Regions from separate parts of the Pelodiscus sinensis genome. Here region 1 is linked to region 2. The links are chromatin contacts, called in public Hi-C maps. All regions are on one chromosome and are shown on one strand. Each heading gives the region's core, a stretch centred on a gene start, on an enhancer-like site or on the middle of the called end of the contact. The rest is flanking DNA. Distances are from core to core; before and after follow the strand shown.

Region 1 (6,505 bases), core at 556-3,055, 140 kb after region 2:
TATCCCAGTTTCCCCAGTCGAGCAATTTTTATCTAAAACTCTTCATTTCAATGCAATAATGAAAATTTAAAGTTTTAAACTTGAATTTTTATATTCACAACATAGCCCTTGCCTTCTTACATCCAGTAGTCTTAGAACACTCATATATCAATGACTGCATTGGAATACAATATATGCAGCTGCATTAGAATCAGGAAGTGAAAACAGAGTTGGGAACTAGAAATAACTAGCCAATATCAGTATACTTCAAAAGTAGGGGTAGGGAGGAGTTCTTCCGCCAGAAATGAAGCAATTGCTTTCAAAGATGTTGAGAAGCAGCAAGTGTATTTGTATACTTAAACAGTAATATTTTACAAGTTTAAAACAATGAATTAATTTAGAGTTATCATATTTGAACTTTCAAAAACCATATAGTATATAACACATTAATATGTGAGTTGGTAGATACTAATACAGCTATGTTCCCTCTCAGGAGAGTCCTCTTTCTTTGAAAGTTCAAATATGGTAACCCTAAATTCTACTCTCATTATGTGAACATTACAGGGCAGTTTTTTCTGGTTTTTCTAGGTTGGCCTAGAGATTAATGAGCAGGGATACGGAAACATTGCCCTTTTAAGGAGATGGAATGTGGGGAATTCTGGCTTTTTATAGTAGAGCAGCTGTATTTCTCTATTTGTGCAACTGATCTTTCCCTTCGATGAGTGTTAGTTTTTGCAGAAATTACCAGAATCTGCCCTTTATTGCAGTGAGGAACAAGACCCAGCCTTCTATCTACAATGCCACTACACGTTTTAGTGATAGAAATGTAGCCGTGTTAGTCTGGGGTAGTTGAAGCAAAATGCAGGACAATGTAGCACTTTAAAGACTAACAAGATGGTTTATTAGATGATGAGCTTTCGTGGGCCAGACCCACTTCCTCAGATCAAATAGTGGAAGAAAGTAGTCACAACCATATATACCAAAGGATACAATTTAAAAAAATGAACAAATATGAAAAGGACAAATCACATTGCAGAACAGAAGGAGGATGCGGGGGGGTGGGAAGGGGGAGGAAGGAAGGTAAGTGTCTGTGAATTGCTGATATTAAAGGTAGGGAGAGTGGGATGTTTGTGAGTTAATGGTATTACAGGTGATAATTGGGGAAACTGTCTTGATAATGGGTGAGAAAGTTCAAAGACTTGTTAAGTCCTTGTCGGTAAGTGTCGAATTTTAACATGAATGACAGTTCAGAGGATTCCCTTTCAAGTGCAGATGTAAAAGGTCTTTGTAGCAGAATGCAGGTGGCTAAGTCATTTAGAGAGTGTCCTTTCTGGTTAAAGTGGCAAGAAACTGTTTTCTCTTTGTGATCTTGTCTAATATCTACACGTTTTGCACTTTTTCCAAAGTTTAATGCATTCCGTTCTGCAGAGGGCACAGAGGAGCAAGCTTTTTAGCAACCTGGCTGCATGAGCTTCCCGGGGTTACGTGGAGAGCTCTGTGGCCAAGCTGCCCTCAAAGTTGGGGCATCCACACCCCACGTGCCACCTCCCCGGAAAGGCCGTTAGGGTCAGGCAGGGCCAGGCAACTCCGGAAGGGAGGTGGTGCTGGCCGCCCCTGGCGCGTACTGCGCAGAGAGCTCAGTACAGCGAGGGCCGGCTGCTGACCACAGCACGGGGCGGGCAAGCTCATTCCACGCAGGCGCACTGTGGTGAGCGCAGGCTGCAAGTGGCCATGGAGGGGAGGGGAGCTTCCTGTTCTCCTGTCGCAGTTAGGCAGGCGGAGTGCGCCTGCGCGCGGGAGGTGGCGGTGGAGGAGGGCGGGGCTGTATTTTGAACGCCTGGGATGCGGGTGGCTCACTATTTGGCAGGAAGGTGAGGAGGCCTTTACCCTGGCCGCGGAACCAGCGCGGGGAGCGGCGGCTCCAAATGTGGCAGAGGCGAGCAGCAGGCAGCGGCGGCAGCGGAGGGGGGCACGCGAGAGACGGGGCGCAGCTGTCCCCGCGGCGGAGCTGAGCGGCCTGAGGCGGGGGGGCTCCGGCAGCTGCAGCGCTGGCACCCCCAGGCCGCCCGCCTGGCACCCGCGGGCCCCGTCCGGCCAGCAGGTGAGCGCGAGGGAGCGGAGGGGGAGGGGGAGAGCTCGTCGCGCCGCCCTTGGCCTGGCCCAGTACCAGGGCGCGCCGGAGGGAGTCGCTGTGGGGGGAGCCGGAGCCGCCGCTCCCAGCCTCCCCCTCCCCCGGGGCCGCTATTAGTTATTTATTTGCTCCTGGCTCGCCCCGCCCCGGGGCCCCCTCCCGGCCGCCGCGAGCGGCTCAGCCTCGGGGCCCCGCTTCCTCCTGGGGCGTGCCGGGGAGGGCCCCTGTGTGCCCGCTCCCGGCCCGCCCCCCACGGGCCCTGGGGGAGGGATCCCACCGCCGCCTGCCCCGGCACCGCTCTCCCCCCGCCTCCCGGCTGCGCCCTCCTGCCCAGCTCGCGGGCTGCGGGCCCCGCACGGGGGAGGGTCCCCTGGCTGGCAAAGCCCCAGAATTCAGCCCCGCTGCGGCGTGTGTGTCTCTTCTCCCCCCCCCCCCCCCCCCCCCGGCGCAGGGGACCGGTGCCCGCTGGGGCACATGGGGTTAGCGGGGCCTGGGGGGCGCTGGTGTGGCGGCGGGACTGAGCCCGGCCCCCCGCACCGGAGCGACGCGGCGCTGCCGCTGTCTGAGACATTCCGTGTGCGCGTGTGTGTGAGCGCGCCTAGCTCGGGCTCTGCTGGCTTCCTTTGTCTGCTGCTGCCGCCGCGCTCCCCCTCCTCCCTCTCTGCCTGCCTGCCTCGGTACCTCTCTCCCTCCCGCCCCCTCGCCCTTCCCCCTCCCTCTCTCCCTTCCTTCCCCTCTCTCCCAGACTCCAAGCGCTGCTGCAGCTGCAGGTTTGTAAATACTGGACCAACACACACACAACATGGCTGACGCTCGCCCTGCTCTTCCACCAGGCTGCTCTCTTCTGGCTCTCTCCGTTTCTTAATGTTTCATCCGTCCGTGCTTTTCTGTCTCTCCCCCCATCCCTAATCTCCTTCCCCACCCCCTCCGCCCCCCCCAAAGGAGGAAAAGCAGTTCACCCTCCTTCTTGCGCGCATGGCGGGATTTCAAGGGTAAGGATCCTTGCTTTGGCAGCATTCTCCTTTCGCTTTGCTGTTTACAACAAAATGAAACCTAAAATCAGAGGGAGCCCGGCAAGGCCCGGGGCGGAGGGAGGGAGAGGGAGGTGAATGGGGTGAGCCCTGCTGAGTGAGGCTTGTTTGGAATGTGCGTGTCTTTTTCTCTTTAGGGAGGTGGTGGGGGTGGGGGGGAAACTGATGCACCAAAATGTTGGCAAAGATGAAATGCTCTGTGCTGCACTTGCAGAATGCTCTAGAGCAGTTTTTTTTGTTTTGTTTTGTTTGAAGAATATGGCTCACTAGAAAGATATCAACTCAATACAGTCCCTTGAAAAAGAACTGGATGACTTAGGTCAGAATGGGTGTTTAAATAAAAATGATAATGTAGGCTTTTGGAATTTTTGTGTATATCTTCAATACAGTATTGAGGTGCTACCATGCCAAAAGATCCAAAAACTGAAATGGAAGCTTGCTGAATCCTCTTTTGCAATGCCAGGTTTGTTGTACAAACCTGTTTGCCCTTGTCATGACCACATCATGGCTGAAGGATGTTTTCTTTAAGAAACATGATGGTGGGTATGCCAGAAATCTGAAACGCATTGTGAATTTCAGTGTGCTGTGTTGAACTGCAACAAGAGAGCATGCCTCTGTCCTACTGGCTCCAAGACTTTTGAGTCCTAGCACTGGGCTAACATTCAGTCCCATACCCTTACATTTCAGTTAACCACAGCACCCCCTACTGGCTTCCAGAAGAATTCCTCGAAGTCAGTCTATGAATGATGAATTTCTAAATTAGATGTCAAGCTTATATTTTCAGGCAAATTCTTGTGCATATTTTCCCTATTATCTGAAGTAGTGTTGATTTTTTTTTCCCCCCTTAGGTTTGTTTTAGCCTAGGAAGATGAAGGAAAACAAGTCCTCTTAATAATGACTTTCTAGTGCTTCCCAGGCATCTTGGTACATGTTGCGACTTTAGTAATAAACATTTTATTTTCAAAGTTTAAATTTACAGTATAATTCTGTTGGTGTATTGTCTGCAATGCAGCTAACGTAGTTGAAACTAAAATTATTTTGCCGACTTGGATAACATGCACCATTGCAGATTTTTCTGGAATCATTACAGTTACTTACTGATAAGCCTAACTTCCATTAATAAATATCTGACTTGTGCTCCAAGGTGACATTTTAACTTTTTGATACTGTGCTTTGCTTTTAAAGCTTCTGGGTGAGAAACAGACTGATATGCTTGCCTTTGTGTAGGTTTTGAGATACGGTTAAGTGGAATTAGGTATGATGTATTTTACTGGCTGTGTCAATTTTCTATAATTTGTACCTCTCTTACAAAATGTCAGTTGAGTAGAACTGAGGTCCAAATTAGAAGATCAGTTTGGAATGTGTATCCTCTATATTTCCTGCAATGGAGGTATTGTGGTTTTCAGTTATTTCTTTAACCTTACAAAGTTCTTCAGTAATAGACGTGGAACCATTAAAATTTCCTAAGAGAAGTAAACTACTAGACTACAGTGCATCATATATCAAATACATTTCAAAACTGCAATTCTTTTTTTATTATTATTATTCTGTCTTAAAAGCCTTCACCAGTACTATGCATGTGGCGGTCCCATCTCTTTCTTAAAGGCCTGTTAATATGCAACTGCCATCTTGTTGAAGTAAAACTAACGTGATAGACTTATATGTAACTGTTTCAAGATAATTTAAAGTCAAAATGTTTACCCACATAATTCACCAGTGAAAACTGGCATTTATGTTGGAGCTGGATTTTGCTCTCTAAGCTAGGTGCTAACTTTTCTTGCAGTTGAATAAATGCAGTTCATGGTTGCTTAGTGCTGTTGTAGACTGCCTATAAGTAACTTTGTATATCCTGTATGCTTTACAAAATGAATGTTTTTAGTGTGTTATAGAGAGAGATCAATTACTTCTTTCTCAATAGTGTTCCATAGGGAACTGCTTGGATTTTCTTCCCAACTTTTCTCTCTTTTTTTTTTTCTTTAAATTCAAATAGAGCAGGTTGGGTACCATTGGAAGACTACTTCTGGGAGTTGGAAGTCAAATAAAATATAACATTCAAGAAGCTATCAAGGTTATTGTGCTTGAAATGCGAAGTGTGATATTAGTGGAAAAACATAGAACAGGACAATATTCATCAAGATTTATTATAAATTACTCATTAACATAACTAAAACAAGTAATATAAGTAAAACAAGATTGATAGGGGAAGAACATGTAAACACTTTATTGATAGGCTAGCAGGAGGGGGTGAAAAGTGGGAAACTTATAAACCAACCTATTAACATTTTTTTTTATTCGTGGATTTTGGTGCAAACAACAACCACCATTGAGTATAGTTATGCATTTTAGCACAGAGCTTTACAAATGATTAAATGGACTTTGAATGTATAGGCCATTTTAATTCATGTACTCTTGAATTCCTCCAGCTCTTCTGTTTTAGCTGTTAATATGGTTGTGTCAATAATACCCTTCCATCATTCATCTTATTCTGTATCTTCCTCCCAATAACAGCTTCCAAACCCTTCTTGCCATATTGAGATTTAAAGAAACGTTGTTGATGCAATGTCTGTTAATCTTGCTTTAAAATATTTTAATTCATTATAGATAACTTCATTAAATTCCAACTTGTTTTGCCAGATAGAATTAAGGTTTTTGAAGAGCAAGACAGAACAGCTTATCTTTTCTATTAAAGGTCTGTTATTGTAAACAAGTTGTGCTTTTGGTTTTACTCACAAACTTATCAGGGAGTTCAAACTGACTCTGTTAATATGGGCAGGAAGGTATTTTATACATAACCTTGTGGAAACTTATTGTGATGGTATGATTGAAGACACAATTTTAGACCATGCCCAAAACTATCCTCATGTTGATGTGTCCAAATGATGTTATCTGAAAAATGCATAACAGGTTTATTTTGTTTCTATCTGACTGTGTAGTATTGATGTGATGGTGCTTTAGAATATATGAGAGGAAGTACACTTTCAGATCAAAATGGCAATAAAATACTTTCATTGACTCCATTTCATTCTGTATGTAAAGGATTCATCTTCATTCTTTGAAATATTCTTGTGGTGTTTTCGTTGTTTAAAACCACCCAAAGAAACAAACTACTATGTTGGATGAGAGAGAACCTCCCTTTTACAGAGGATTTAAGTTGATTTATTTTCTCATCTTCAACTTTCTTTTAAGTAGTTGGCATAGATAGGTAGCTTACACCTAGAAGGTTAATCATTTAGCTTGCTCTTACCTAGAACTTAAAAGATTTCTGGTTATAGCTCTATTAAAAGCTGTAGGTTTGCACATGATGGTGTGGTCCATTTTCAAACTCAGAGAAGCCTACCTAAACATCAACATACTGCATAACAAA
Region 2 (5,951 bases), core at 1,190-3,689:
GCATACTTCTATTTCTAAATGAGCTGTATGGTTGACTGGTCAGCTTGTAAACTCTAGTGTTCTTGACTCTGAGGTTCTATGGTAGATAGTGGCTTACACAGAACCTTGAACTATGGCCACATCTTCAAATAGTGTATATATGATTTAAACAGAATTATCCCAATTTGAAAAAACCGAAGATGTGGTCCTGTATCTTATTTTCTTTGTGTAGCCTCTGGTAGATGCTATGAAGGCAGAAGTCTCCCATAAAATGCCATCAAGCAAATGGTCTGGTAGCACTTTATAGACTAACAAAACATGTAGATAGTATCATGAACTTTCGTGGGCACAGAAGTGGGCTGTGCCCACAAAAGCTCATGATACCATCTACATGTTTTGTTAGTCTATAAAGTGCTACCAGACCATTTGCTTGCTGTTTTTTTTCCTGTAACAGACTAACTCAGCTACCCCCGGAAGCTCCCTAAAATGCCATAACACACACACAAGTTCTTGCCCCTAAACCAAAAAGATTTGTTTGTAAACTAAAAGTGTGGCTCGTGTGTACAAATACAGCAATTTAAACTGGAGATGTTCATATTTAAGAGCATCTAATTCTTTGATTTTGGGGAATTATTTGCCTCAGTATCATGCAACACAAGCTCTGCAAGTGATCTTCCTTTGATAAGCTATAAATTAGTTTCTGTTTAAATCAGCAACCTTCTTAGGCTGGTCTACATAACAATATTAAGTTGGCTTAAATACACTGTTTAGAACTGTGAAAAAGTTTACAGGCTATGTAAATGTAGTTAAACTGAGCTCCACCAGATCAATGAAAGCGGCGAGGAGTCCTGTGGTACCTTATAGACTAACTGAAGTGGTAGACACTTATAGACACTTCAGTTAGTCTATAAGGTGCCACAGGACTCCTCACCACTTTTGCAGATTCAGACTAACAGGGCTACCCCTCTGATACAAATCAATGAAAGAACTCTTCTATGACATCTTAGAGGTGATGGCAACAGAAGAATGTTTCCACCACTGTAGCAACTACACAAAGTTTCTAGGTTAGTCAGAGCCATAGGCTGCACTAGAATCACAAAGAAACAGAGAAAGATAGGACAGGAAAGTACTGAAACAAAGATGGGCAGGAAGATTCAGGAGGCCATCTATTAGCTGAACAGACTGGATTTCAAGTTGGCAGTATGTAAAAGTAAATAATAGCTCTATGTCAGCTTGCGGGAGATGTCAGCCAGAAAATTTACCACATTCTCACAAATCAGAAATACCAAGAATAGGAGAACAAACATAGAAAGGGATTTTAAGGATAGAATATAAATACTTAACCAAAAGAGGGCTCACACACAAAATTGCCACTTCCTTCAACTGGAACACAGCAAATAGAAACTCACATTAACTGTGTGTGACTCAGAGCAGCAGAACAAGTGCAGAAACCTTCAGTACAACTTCTTCGCCAGTACAATAGTTTAGATCTGAAACCTAATTCACTCAGCACCAACAATTGACAACATCATGGCCCACTTGACGAAAGAGCAAAACTCACTGCAATTCAAGTTAAGCGGGGATTTTTTACACCAAACATGTTAACCTAATTTTAATACGTGGTAATTCATTCACAATGAAGTGAAACTACTACTATAAAGGACGCTGTTAAGACACGCCCTACTTCCAAAGAGTTTCGTTTCACATACATCCTCCCCAGTGATCAAGGCTACTACCTTGGACATCGGAAACAAATTAAATTCAAATGATTTCTAGTTAGCGCCTTTGCGTCCCTCCCGAGGTCACCTTTTAAGAGTAACAAAGAAAAAGATGCCCCGACTGAAAACTTGCTGTTTTCACGAAGAGAAAGCAGAAGAGGCTACTGTGCCGGCTCTTTAGTCCCCCAAGGCCGCAGACAGTGCAATCGCCAGGCACACCGGGGAGCCTCCGCGCACAGCCCCGTCCCGCAGACCCGTCAGTGGCATTAGGGAATGTCTCTCCCCCCCACGCACACACGCTCAGCGCCCGGCCAGTGCGGCGCCCCTGGTACGGGAGATGGGGTGCGAGCACCGGGACCCACCCGCCCCAGCCAGGGGCACAGCCCGCCCCGCCGCCAGCGCGAAAGGGCCCCGGCAGCCCCCACCCCGCACTCACCGCGCTGCCGCCGCCCCCCGCTTTCAGGCCGATCCGCTTCACCAGCATGACGCAGCTGCCCCGCTTCTCGCCGCCTTCCCCCGCCGCTGCTGCGGCCGCCTCCGCCTCCCCGGCCGGGGCTGGCGGCGGCTCCGGCTCGGGGCTCATTTCGCTCCCATCGTCCCGGGGCAGCCGGGACTGCAGAGCGGCGGGGCGGGACTTCGGCGCCCTCTCAGCAGCACCTTCATCTGCCACCGCCGCGCGCCGCAGCCACAGTGGCCGCCGCGGACACGTGATCCCCCTGCCGCTCTCTCGCGCCGAACACCCACCGGAAGCTACGTCACCCCCCCCGCAGCGCTTCCGGGCTGCGGCCAGGGAGGGCGGCACGGGGGCTCGCTGGGTCCTAGCACCGACCCATTCCACCTGCTGCGGGTGCCTTTGCCGCTCTTTGGGCAAAGTAGGCCGGTGCGCCGCTCCGGCAAGAAGCAGCTGCTGCTGCTGCCGCCTCCCGGGGCACTCGGCTGCAGTGGGAGGGCGGCGCGCTGCTAGCCGGGATCCCGGGGCTTTCAGCCAGGCAGGGCGCGCTCCCCCCACCGCTCCCGGACTGCCCCAGCCCCCCTTCCCCCCGCCATGCTCACCCCCTCGCACCTCACTCGCCAACCCCGAATCCTGCAGCCCTCTGCCCTGAGCCTGTCCTCGCGCACACCCAGCCCCGACTCCCCTGCCCTGAGCCCTTCTGCATACCCCCCAGCTGGCTGCCCTGAGTCCCCCCCCCCCGTACACTCTAACCCCCCTGCTGCAAGCCCCCCATACTTAATTTTTTTACAGGTACTGTCATGTTGCAACCCGCTCCTAGCCTCCAACCCTGAGCCCCCCTCTGGGGGGGTGCAATACTAGAGCACCTGTAAGATTACTTTCACCCCTTCCTGCAGTTAGGCTGTGTCTAGACTGGCCAGTTTTTCCGGAAAATCAGCTGCTTTTCCGGAAAAGCTTGCCAACTGTCTACACTGGCCGCTTGAATTTCCGCAAGAGCACTGACTTCCTACTGTAAAAAAGCAGTGCTTTTTGCAGAAATACAATGCTGCTTCTGTTCGGGCAAAAGTCCCTTTTGCGCAAAACTTTTCTGCAAAAGGGCCAGCGTAGACAGCTGAGATTTGCTTTCCACAAAAAAGCCCCGATCGCGAAAATGGCGATTGGGGCTTTTTTGCGGAAAAGCGCGTCTAGATTGGCCACAGACGCTTTTCTGCAAAAAGTGCTTTTGCAGAAAAGCGTCCGTGCCAATCTAGACGCTCTTTTCCGAAAATGCTTTTAACGGAAAATATTTCCGTTAAAAGCATTTCCGGAAAATCATGCCAGACTAGACGTAGCCTTAGTGTTCTACCCTGGCTTTGCTGCAGTGTTAATACCACACTACACAACCTGCTTGTAGGAGCGCCTGGCTTGGCCCAAGATCACCCAGCAGTGCAATGGGGGAACTAGGAATAGGAGCCAGGTCTCCTGAGTCTCAGCCCAGAGCAAGGCCAGCCAGCCATTAGACAAGGCCCCCTCACATTAATGACTATTTAGACCAGACACCACCAGTCCTTCTGGACCACTGTTGCACTGCACCCCATTCAGTAAAGTGGGGTGGCCACTGACAAGAGACTGAGGTGCTTGAACTCAGATGAGGTCCATGATATGAACAAGCATGAGATCTGCTGTACACCCCACCATCCGGGCACCACCAGGTAGTGTCACAGCAGCGGGACAATTGAATTCATGCTGCCTTGAAAGTGTAAGTTTCCACTTCTAAGAAAATACTGATCAGAGATTCTCTGCACTTTTCAGCTCTCTCTTCCTGTAGAATCATAGAAGATGAGGATTGAAGGAGACTGCAGGTGGCCTTAGTCTACCAGTCATTACCTCCTATACAAGTGCAAGAAACCCCACTGCACACCAGCCTTTTAAATGTATTAAGAACCATCAGACTCTTAATACATTTAAAAGGCTGGTGTGCAGAGCTGGGGACCCCGCAGGAGCTGGGACAGCTGATTCCTGGCTGGCGCCTGAACCCTGCTTTTCCTCTGCCTCATCTGTCCCCCTGCCCCCCCCCCCGAGACAATGGTGAGGGTAATTGGCTTTTAAACTGGCTCCCCACCACCACTGGCTCCTGCTCCCCCTGCCTTTCTGCCTCTGATATAGGCAGCAAGGCAGGGAGGAGAAGCGACTAGTCGACTAGCCGATAAGAATAACTTATCAGATAGTCGACTAGTCACTTACATCCTTAATGCCAAGTTACTTCCTTCCCTTCTTATTAAGTTTCTTCTGTACATTCAACCTCTGCCTCCTGAGTATGGGGAAGCATTGCCAGGGTGGTGTGTGGATTTCCCAGGTTACTGGGAGGGGGCTCAAGCCAGTTCTGTGTTGGATGGATGGAGAGAAACCCCTAGATATTGAACTTGGCCCTGGCTGAATGATATATAAAACCCTTCTTGTTATCCTTCATATTCCTTGCTAGTTGCAACTCCAATTGCACTTTGGCCTTCTTAATTACACTCCTGCATGCTCAAGGAATATTTTATACTCCTCTCTAGTAATCTGTTCAAGTTTTTTGTAAGATTCCTTTTGTTTTTGAGATTACCAAAGATTTCTCTACTAAGCCAAGCTGGTCGCATTTGCTATTGTTTCTGCTCATTTAGGACTGTCAATAAGGCTTTAAAATACAGTCAGCTTTCCTGGACTCCTTTTCCCCTCATGTTAGCCTCCCAGGGGATTCTGCTCATCAATTCCCTGAGGGAGTCAAAGTCTGAAGACAAGGATCCATATTCTGCTGCTCTCCTTTCCTCTTTTTCAGTCAGTTCAGCCTTGATTGCCACCTACTGCTACATCCCCTACTAATTCTTCCCTCTTTGTGAGCAGCAGGTCAAGAGAACCAACTTTGTTGGTTTCTCCAGTACTTGGACCAGGAGTTGCCCTGCAACACTCTCCAAAAACTTCTTGGCTTGTCTACGTATTGCTCTCCCAGGAGATATCAGGGATCCACAGTATCTCTTCCATTCCTGAACCTGTAAGAGTAGGGTTGCTATGCCAACGTTGGTTAGATGAATTCTTGTAGATTTCATCACAACGTAATCTTTAATTAAAAATTAATCTTTAATTCCTGGCAACTCCAGGACAATCCTAGAGGGTTGACAATTTGATGTACAAGAGTATGTCCTGACTTGTGATTATTTAATATTATAATTTTAATATTATGTGAACATAAGCAGGTATTTTTTGTTATTTAAATGCTGACTCCACTGTAGCTGCTATTGCAATCTAAATAATGTAAATTCCTTGTTGGTTTTTTGCTTACGAACAGTGGAAAAATGAGTCATCATCTCATGTAAATTTAGTTACATTAATTGAAATAAATTGGGAATAAATCACTAATCTTTTTACTTATTAAAAAAATAACTAATAGTCTTACCTTCTATACAGAGAACTGCAAAAAAAGGTAAAATGTATGAGGATTAAAACTAGTCCACTACATTATTATAATTTAGTGATTTTTACCAATAAGAAGACCCAATGGTAACAAATAATTTTTTTATACTTACTGAGAAATCTCAAAGCACCATTTTCAGCAATGGACAAATATCTCAGACACTTCACCAAAGAATCAATGCACACAAAAGAGATATCAGACAGTTTCACAAAGAAAAAACAGTTTCTTCCCATTTCAACCAGAAAGCGCATTGTCTCAACAACTTGACTACCTGCATCCTGCTTCAAAGACATTTTAACACAAGACTTCAAAGAGAAACCTCTGAACTGTCATTCATGCTTAAATTTGACACTTTACGACTGGGCCTCAACAA

Evidence for each region. Hi-C and Micro-C count contacts between places; a contact is called where the count stands out from the background.
Region 1: a Hi-C map of liver shows a contact between it and region 2, with 2.9 times the contacts expected there. The contact joins the promoter of SPIN1 here to the promoter of SLC71A2 in region 2. A contact is called at or near these places in 3 of 5 Hi-C or Micro-C datasets (blood, liver and an unstated tissue).

The regions. Positions count from the first base shown.
Region 1 is chr6:46,700,569-46,707,073 of ASM4963464v1, forward strand. It overlaps SPIN1 (spindlin 1), which reads left to right and starts at 1,806. Exons shown (of 6, transcript XM_075931861.1): 1 at 1,806-2,080.
Region 2 is chr6:46,561,258-46,567,208 of ASM4963464v1, forward strand. It overlaps SLC71A2 (solute carrier family 71 member 2), which reads right to left and starts at 2,440. Exons shown (of 12, transcript XM_075931857.1): 1 at 2,134-2,440. The coding sequence starts at 2,280.